Regions from separate parts of the Manis pentadactyla genome. Here region 2 is linked to region 1. A link is a contact called in public Hi-C data. All regions are on one chromosome and are shown on one strand. Each heading gives the region's core, a stretch centred on a gene start, on an enhancer-like site or on the middle of the called end of the contact. The rest is flanking DNA. Distances are from core to core; before and after follow the strand shown.

Region 1 (4,191 bases), core at 817-3,316:
TAGGAAAGGAAACTAGCATGCCTGGGGGCCCTGGCCAGCCACATTGACCACATTGACCACATTGCAAGCACTCTCCTCCAAGCCTGTTCCCTGAGAATCGCATTGGGATGCTGATCCCCGCTGCCACCCAAATAAATATATTAGTGGTCTGAGAACAAGCACATGGGGAGCAGGCACCATGCAAGTATCAAAGAGAGAAGAGTCTGTTCTAGATCAACCAATGAGCCTGGACTCCAGTGAATCTGGACTTGAAATATAAAACATTAAAACATTAAGCTCTCTAAATGAGTGCCCAAAGAACGGTAGGCAACTACGCTGCTCCAATGAGTGACAAGAATTATTGAAATTATCATCACGCATTGTTATGATTTATACACACTTATCTACATTATATCTGTGTGCATATTGTCACATTATTTGAAACTACCAATAAATTTAAAACATGTGTATAACTTCATATGCAAGCTACATACCTAAAGTACATACCAAATTACATCATCATTCAGTCACCATTGAGTAACAAGATTTCTCACCCACACTTTCACACATGAACTGATTCCCTTCGATGTGGGACCTCTCATACAGCCGTTGTGTCTCATACACCTTCCCACGGACCCCAGGACTGGCGTTACTATCACACACACTCACAGTATACTCTGAGACAGCCCTCTCTTGTTTCAGCTCAGTGGAGAGTCACATCATTATGTAAGCACAATATTAATATATTCAGATAGCAACATGGTTATACTACAGTTCGTTACATTATAGGTTTCTTAATGTCCCAAGCTGAGAAGGTACATGTATTTATACACATGGTATCATACAATCATTCATCTTTCATACTTCGACACTGCAGTCCACACAAAGTGCCCCAGTGTTCCAAGTCTACAGTATTTGATCCTACAGAGTGTAGCACTGGTTTGTTGATTGTATAGCGAAACAATAATGGCTGATTATCTCCCTATGTGTGCTACACTCACATTCCCCTAACATTAAGTATGGTTTTACCCAGTGTTTTCGTGGTGTGAAATACTTTTATACACATAAAAACTCTCAGTTATATATTTAGAATATAGAGAGCTCTTACATGTATGAAGAGAAGGGAGAGCTGAAAGCAAAGGAAGTGATGGACATCTCTGATTAACAATCATATGCTTCGCACTCCAAACTCCTTGAGGGGACTGTTGGAACTTGTTCAGCATTTATACCAATGCCTGTGGCTCATAGCAGGCACTCAAACAAACAGGTGTGTTGAATGAATTGATGAAATGAAGCATTAGTCATATAGTGACCTATACAATCACTGGGCATCTTTCACACACAGAGTAGGATCTCCAGATCATACCCATCCAGTCCCAGTGACACGTAAACCTCCTATATGGTCACAAAAGGTCACCTCATACTAAACACCAGTTTGCTGGGTCACATGGCCAACAAATGTACGGCTACAGTACCACAGAGAATTCTCTCCGTCTCACTCCCGCCCTGTCGGTGTGTCTCTGTGACACAGAGCCTGGGGTCCCACACAGCTGGACAGTGCCTGTGAGGTCCTACGGGGCCTCAGTATCACTCCACCACGCTTTTCCACAGTGTATCAACTCGGCTGTGTGAATATGGCTCTGGAGAGCTACTGTGTATGTGTGACAGTCTGAGTTTCCAAACTGTGTGACACACTGTGACACTGGGTCTGAGGTCCCACGCAGGGCGACACGCGGAGTCGGCCCCGGCCCCGTAGCACAGTGCCTGGGTCTCGCGCTCTGCCTCGGTCTCCCCCACGCAGGCCCTTCTGCCGCCGCGACCCCCGCGCCTCACCTGGTCAGGTCCCGCAGGCGCGCCTCCTCCCCGCGCAGGTAGCGCCGCAGCAGTCCCAGCAGCCGGCGCTCCGGGGCCAGGGCGCGCGCAACGCTGGTCAGAGCCGAGAACGTGTCCCCGCGCGCCGCGGCCGCCGCCGGGTCCCCCGTCCGGAGCGCCAGGACCGCCAGCAGAGCCGCCAGCCGCGCCGCGGGGCCCATCGCCGGCGCTCGCCCGCGTCCCCCGGGCCGTCCAGCTCGCCCGGGCCCCGCCGCTCCCGCCGGGCCCGCCCCTCGGCCCCGCCCCGGGTGCTCGGCCCTCCCGGCCGCCCCGCCGCGCCCGCCGCCCCCTCCTTCGCTCCGACACCCACGCTGGCTCTGGAGCTCCCACCCTCCTGCCGCTGCGCCCCGCGCGCTGCGTGGGGGGCCTGCAGCCTCAGGGTCCGCTCGCGCCCCAGCCGAGCACACCCTGGGGAGGGGTTTCCGCCGAGCCCCTGTCACACGGGGGGAAACTGAGGCGGGGGCATGGGGAGGAAGGTGTTCACTGGTCTCTGGCTGTACAAGGCCAGCCCCAAAATATTCGCCTGTCCGGGTCAGGGGGGTGGAAGTACAGAAATACCACCGGATTCGGGTGGGGAAATCCAGGGGAGTAACAGCGATGCCGGTAAAGAGCTGAGAGTGAGCAATAGAGAGGCAAACACTTCACGGAGGACGTGACATCCGAGCCATGTTGAAGGAGGAGCAGAATTCTGACCCGAGATGAAGACATGAAGGCAGTTAGGGTCAGTACATGACAAATCTAGGACCTGCAGAACCTAAAACTCAGGGGTCCTGGATCTCTGCTCTACACATTATACCTATGGTGACATAAGCAAACAAAAATATTATTATTGTACTCTACTAAGCTATTTATTTTTTCCCTCGTTTTCCCAGGCAATATTCATCCATTTGTTCGTTCATTTAACAATTATTTAGCACCTCTGTTCACTGTACTAAAGACACAGAGAAATAGCAGATCCAACCCTGGACTCCCAAGAGGAAATGGAGATGTAAACAACCATTATAAAGTGCTGTGGGGATAATGGAGGGTTGTGCAATGAGCAATGGCAACACGAGGAGGGGGCCCATGTCCATACGTAGGTAGTGGGATGGGGTCCACAGAGGAGGCTATATGTGCAGGTCCAAAAGGATGCAAAGGAATTGTCTGGAAGAGGACAGGCAAGGGAGGAATGGGCTTTCCTGGCTGAAGGTACCTATGTGTACCGAGGTTTGGAGATGCAAAATAGTTTGAGTTCCAGAAATGAAGGGAAGTTCCTTGTACTTGGAACTATCAGATTGTCAAGGGGCTTTGCATGGCATACTAACAAATTAGCCTATCTGCCATGAAAATCCTGTAGAAGGTTTTTAAGGTGGCAATAATAGTAATAAAACAGCAACAGTAAAGATAACACTGAGTGCTTCCAGTGTGCAAGGTGTTGTCCCAAGCATTTTATTATGTATTAGCTTATTTAATTCCCATGCCTACTCTATGGCACAGGTGGTATTATTAGCCTCATTTTACAAATGAAAAATTGAGTTACAGAGAGGAAAAGTAACTTACTCAATGTTAATTACTTATAGATCACATTCAGAGGTGTGCTGGTAAACCAACACTCCAGGGAAAAAAGTCCTGATTTGTGACATTTGCCTATTTCTGCGGTGAAAATTCTCCTACAGTGACTTATTTCAAGGTACTTAGATGATATCTCTGAATGCAGTTGGGCAGACATGCTGACACTGACTCCTTGAGCTGGTGTGAGCCAACCCCAGCATAACACTGCTCATGGCAAATAGGGAGATGCACCACCCAAACCCCCCTTCAAGGAAGGGCTTGCCGCACAGCTCCAGGGAGTGTAGTCAGAAGACTCTCCAGCAGTCAGCCCCTTCGGGGACTCCCTGCAGCAGAGAACAGCCATACCTGAGGCCATTTCAAAACTTCCTTAGGCAGCCTGCATCCAGTACTGAGAGACATGAAGGAATGAAGGCTCAGCTTAACTTAAACCACATGTCATCGGCTTTGGCAAAGGCTTAAAGACCCTCAGAAAGACTGTTAACAAAATCTGGAAGGGGCCCTAGGACACTGTCAATGAAGGTTTGAAGGGCAGTAAGGACAACATTATTGTAGGCTGGAGAAAAGAGCACGCAAGTACTGAAGTTCTGTATTGGAAGAACAGTTAATGAACCTGTTGCCTGACAGTCACATGAAAATAGAGGACATCCTCACAGTTAGATCATGAATCTGGCTAGAGAACCTCCAAGCAGAATTATAAAATACAAGAAAGAGATGAATCATAGAAGGAATGGCTTAGCATCCAAGCAGAATTTAGAGGAAATATAGAAGGTCCAGGACAGTCTTTCCAAT
Region 2 (4,125 bases), core at 814-3,313, 300 kb before region 1:
GAGTCAGTTGTGAACACAGAGACCCATGGAAACAAACAGCCCACCCAGCTTCTTCCTCCCAGTGGAAGGGGGCTTTGCACCCCACATGGTTGGGGCAAACAGGGAAATCCAGAGTTTCCTCACAACACCCATGCATGGGGAGCTCCTACAGGGTGGGCCTGGCTCACATGAAGCTAAGGGATTGGCACTCAAAATGGCAGAATGGGTTGATGAAGGTGCTCCTGACTTACCTGCTTCTGACAAATTTCACACCTTTCTCCATACCACTGCCCAGGGCATTCTATGAGCTCTGACTCCTCAGAGCAGCCCTTTGACATGGCTGCCCTTACTTCCATGTTACAGATGAGGTAACTTAGGAAGAGTCACATCTGTGGGCTCCAAACCTTATGTTATTATTTGCTTTGCACTGGTGCCCAGAATATGTCTCTCCTGCTGTATTCTCAGCCCCAGGCACAGGCAGGGCTTGTCCAACACTCAAGTTCTCACATCCCAATATGACAGCTCTGAGAAGGCTTAGGCAAAAGGTGTCCCTTCTCTGGGCATCAGAGACATGATGAAATGAGCCTATCCTGTCCTCACCTTGAGCTGGGCTGCAAAGGGTGGTGAAGACCAGAGAAGAAGACCCAGCCCCCATCTGCCTCAAAGACAAGTGCATAGAGCTCAGCTGCCATTTTGAATGCTGCTCTGGGTTTGCCCAAATCCGTTAGAGGTGTGGATATGTGGGCAACATTTGTCTTTGCTCAAGACCCTACTGAGAAGAGTGAGTAAAACTGGCCTAGAAAGGGTTAATTATATTACAGCCCCTAGCAAATAACCAGTTTCAGTGTTAAAAAGTACACCTGATTACTAATCTCAGTCTCAGGAAGGGTCAAAGCTGAAGTCAACAAATGTAGTTAGAATAATAGGTTCCTGTCCTAGCTCTGCTGCTGATATTCAAACAGTATCCAACCTGGGCTTCAATTTCCTCCTTTGTAAAAAGGGGACCACCACCCCTTGGCTTGTCAGGGTCAGCTGAAAGGCCAGAATGAGACCAGGGACGTATGAAAGTGCGTTGTGAACTCTGAAGAGCAACTTCGCTGTGTTAGTAGTGGTGTTATTTTTGCTAATGTCCTACTGACCCTGGTACCCACCACAGGGTTAGGAGGCCACAAGAGATCCCCCTTCCCTTGGACTGGATTCTTACCCGGCTTTGAAGGTCCTACAGTGAGGTCTCCAAGATCAGGCTTCTTTAAAGGCATCCCATTCTTCAAAGCTGCCAGTGGCTATCATGGCCAGATCCCTTTGGTTTTCCATAGAAAATGGCTGGGAGACGAAACACCTAATGGTCATACTATGTGTTCTGTAGAGAGGGCAAAGGAGGAGAGTTTAGAAAGGGAAATCTGCCTTCAAGGACCACACTCCATCAAGGAAAGGGAGCCTGCGCAAGCCACACAAGCCCACCCAATCCTTGCCCTAGGGTGGTGGCTGGGGAGTGGAAGTGGGCCTGTGGGTTCCAGACCTGGGTCTATTTCACTCAGGGCATCCAGGGATTGATTAAGTGCACACACTGGAGGGTGGAAATGAACCCAGTAGTCCTCCCTCCCCCATCTGCTCTCTTAGTGTCACAAACTGACTCTTTTCCAGATTCTGCTTCAGTGGCACTCAGTACTCTGGAGAGCCAGCCCCAGCATAGTAGCTGACTCTGGGGAATGGGCATGTTGTGAGGATGTCATGATGGGTCAGACTCGCTGGCAGTCAACTAGGACCCAGGCACGGGTGAGGTTGTAAGAGGGGCTGGCAGCGGGCCTGCAGAAAATGTGCAGCTCAAGGCCTCCTCTCAGCATAAACAGCCCCAGGAATGGCCTGGAGTCGCCTGGGGAGGAAGAGTCACTTTGGTCATTATAGAAGCGCTGAAGGTCCCCACCCAAGGCGAGGCAGGACACCCTCCCTGGTCGAGGGGAGGGAGTGGAAGGGTGAAGGCTAAAATTACAGCCAACTGAACGCGAGAGGTAAAGAACAAAGGGAGAAAGATCAAGGATGAAAGAGGAATAGAAGAGCAGAGGACAGAGAGGAAACACACGGAATGGGCTGGGAAGAGAGGAGGAAAATTAGAGGGAAGCGCACGGATCCGCGCGGCTGGGAAGCGACAAGAAGCAGGTGTAGCGGGCGCAGGGTTGTGGCGGGCGAGGGCCGGGCTCACCGGGCCACAGGGAGAACACGAGAGCGGGCGGCTCGGGCGTCCGCGGGCGGAGGGTGCGGCACCGGGGTGCAGACAGCGGCCGATCCGGAAACACGGTGGAGCGGCTTGCAGAGGGCTCTGCAGAGGCTGCGGCTCGACTTAGGTCATGGGGGCGGGGCGGGGCGGGGCCGGCGGGGCGGACGCGCTCCGCGTCACCGACCGGGTGAGGCAACTCTCTACCCGCTGCTTTTCCGGGGGACTGTCGTGCCTGGGGCTCTCTGCTTGCCTTCATCCCCTCCGCTCCGCGTGCAGCCGGAACCCGCGTCCAGCACGTCGTTCCCAGAGTCACTCCCTCGCTCCGCCTCACACTGCCCCGCCAACCGCTTTGTGAGAACGGCTAGACTGACGCCGGAAAGAAGCAGAGGCTGCCCGGGGCCACACGCCTCTGCTCTCCCCCACACCTCCCGGCCAAGGCTCTCCCTAACTGCGGCCCGGGTGCGGGTGTGGGTGCACGCAGACCCACACACCGGGTCCGCAGCCCGGACTCTCACGCCCGCCGCCCGCCTTCGGCGCACGCGCGGGCTCCCGCGGGGCGTGGCCTCCCGGCGTCGCGCTAGCGGAGGGGAGCCAATCCCGGCTGCATCTGCAGGTGGCGGCAACCGCCAACGGCCGTTGGGCGCGGCTGGGCTTCCCGACTTCTCCCGCCGCCTACTCACCGTGCTCTTGGGGCCCCGGGGGACATCAGGCCTGGGTGGCGCGGAGACACCAGGCGTGACGCTCTCCCCTCTCCTTACAGACGAGCGAGCGGGCCCGCGCCCTGCGACTGGGAGGGCCGCACCGAGCCCTGGAGTGAGAAAGGGACCGGACCTGGGCCGCCCGTAGGTGGCTGGCGATCTCGTAGGGGTGACAGACACGTAAACAACCAGTAATTGGGTCTTGTGGCCTGGACAAGCACGTGCATTTAGGGAGTAGAAGCCCACAGGTCTCTTGGACTCTGCCGCTACTTTTGACTACCTTCTGCCTCTCTCTTCCTCTGTTTTCATCTTTGTCAGCCTCCCAGGGCTGTTGTAAGGATTAGTCAGGGTAGTGCAAGCCGCTTCCCTGACTACACTGTAAGTTCTGGAAAGCTATTTTCATATTTGTAGTATTGGGGGAGATGAACATTTGGTGAATGCAGTCACTGTATGTGGCTTCAGTGTGGATATTGCACTGGTATCAACCTCCACTTTACAGATGAGGATACAGTCCTGATAGGTTAAGTCCTGCCTAATGTCACACAACTAGAAAGTGGTGAGCCCTGACTTAAACCCTGGTCATCCAGGTTCTATGCATGTGTTTTCTGTACTATCCACAGCAGAAGGCATTGTCAGCTGAGGAGACTAGCTGGAATGGGACTGGAGAATTACAGCAGGAAAGAAAAACACACTGAGCACTTGGTCCTGGTAAAAGCAGAAGCAAAAGCAAAGTGGAAACTGAGAAGTGGAGCCGGGAGATTTACTTAGCATTGCGGGGTTTCCCGTCCACTAGTTGGCCGAGCTTTTTCACCTGAGCTTCTGTCTTTTGCTGTAATGAAACGATTCCCAGGATACTCAGTAAACTTGTGGTGAAACCGCTGGATTCGTCAAGTGATTTTTGAGGAGACATGAACAGGGTGCAACCAAAGGCCTGGAGATGAGAGTGGCTCCCTGATTGCCCAAACAGGGTAGAATCCAGATTCCAAAGGCTATGTAACAGCGAGATGTGTGTTCATCCCTGGCAAAATTCAAGGGTCTGTTAAAGGGTGGTTGTGTGGACACTTAAAAAGTGAAGTAGAGGTAGAGGACCCAGTATGGATTCTTTAAGAAGAAATCCTGTTAAACTCTCTCAATGAAAGGGTTTGAAAAGAACAAACAAAAACAAAAACTCAAAAACCCAAATTCTCTTTTATTTTGGATGGAGCCTGGCAGATTAGAACAATGCTACACTGT

Evidence for each region. Hi-C and Micro-C count contacts between places; a contact is called where the count stands out from the background.
Region 2: a Hi-C map of skin fibroblasts shows a contact between it and region 1, with 2.2 times the contacts expected there. The contact joins the promoter of LOC130685027 here to the promoter of P4HA3 in region 1. A contact is called at or near these places in 2 of 3 Hi-C or Micro-C datasets (fibroblasts and skin fibroblasts).

The regions. Positions count from the first base shown.
Region 1 is chr9:39,784,251-39,788,441 of mManPen7.hap1, reverse strand. P4HA3 (prolyl 4-hydroxylase subunit alpha 3) reads right to left here and starts at 2,066. Exons shown (of 13, transcript XR_008999214.1): 1 at 1,813-2,066.
Region 2 is chr9:40,080,515-40,084,639 of mManPen7.hap1, reverse strand. LOC130685027 reads left to right here and starts at 2,063. Exons shown (of 3, transcript XM_057508194.1): 1 at 2,063-3,270. The coding sequence starts at 2,063. The coding sequence ends at 3,040. It overlaps UCP2 (uncoupling protein 2), which reads right to left and starts at 2,318. Exons shown (of 8, transcript XM_036929766.2): 1 at 2,180-2,318; 2 at 1,184-1,339.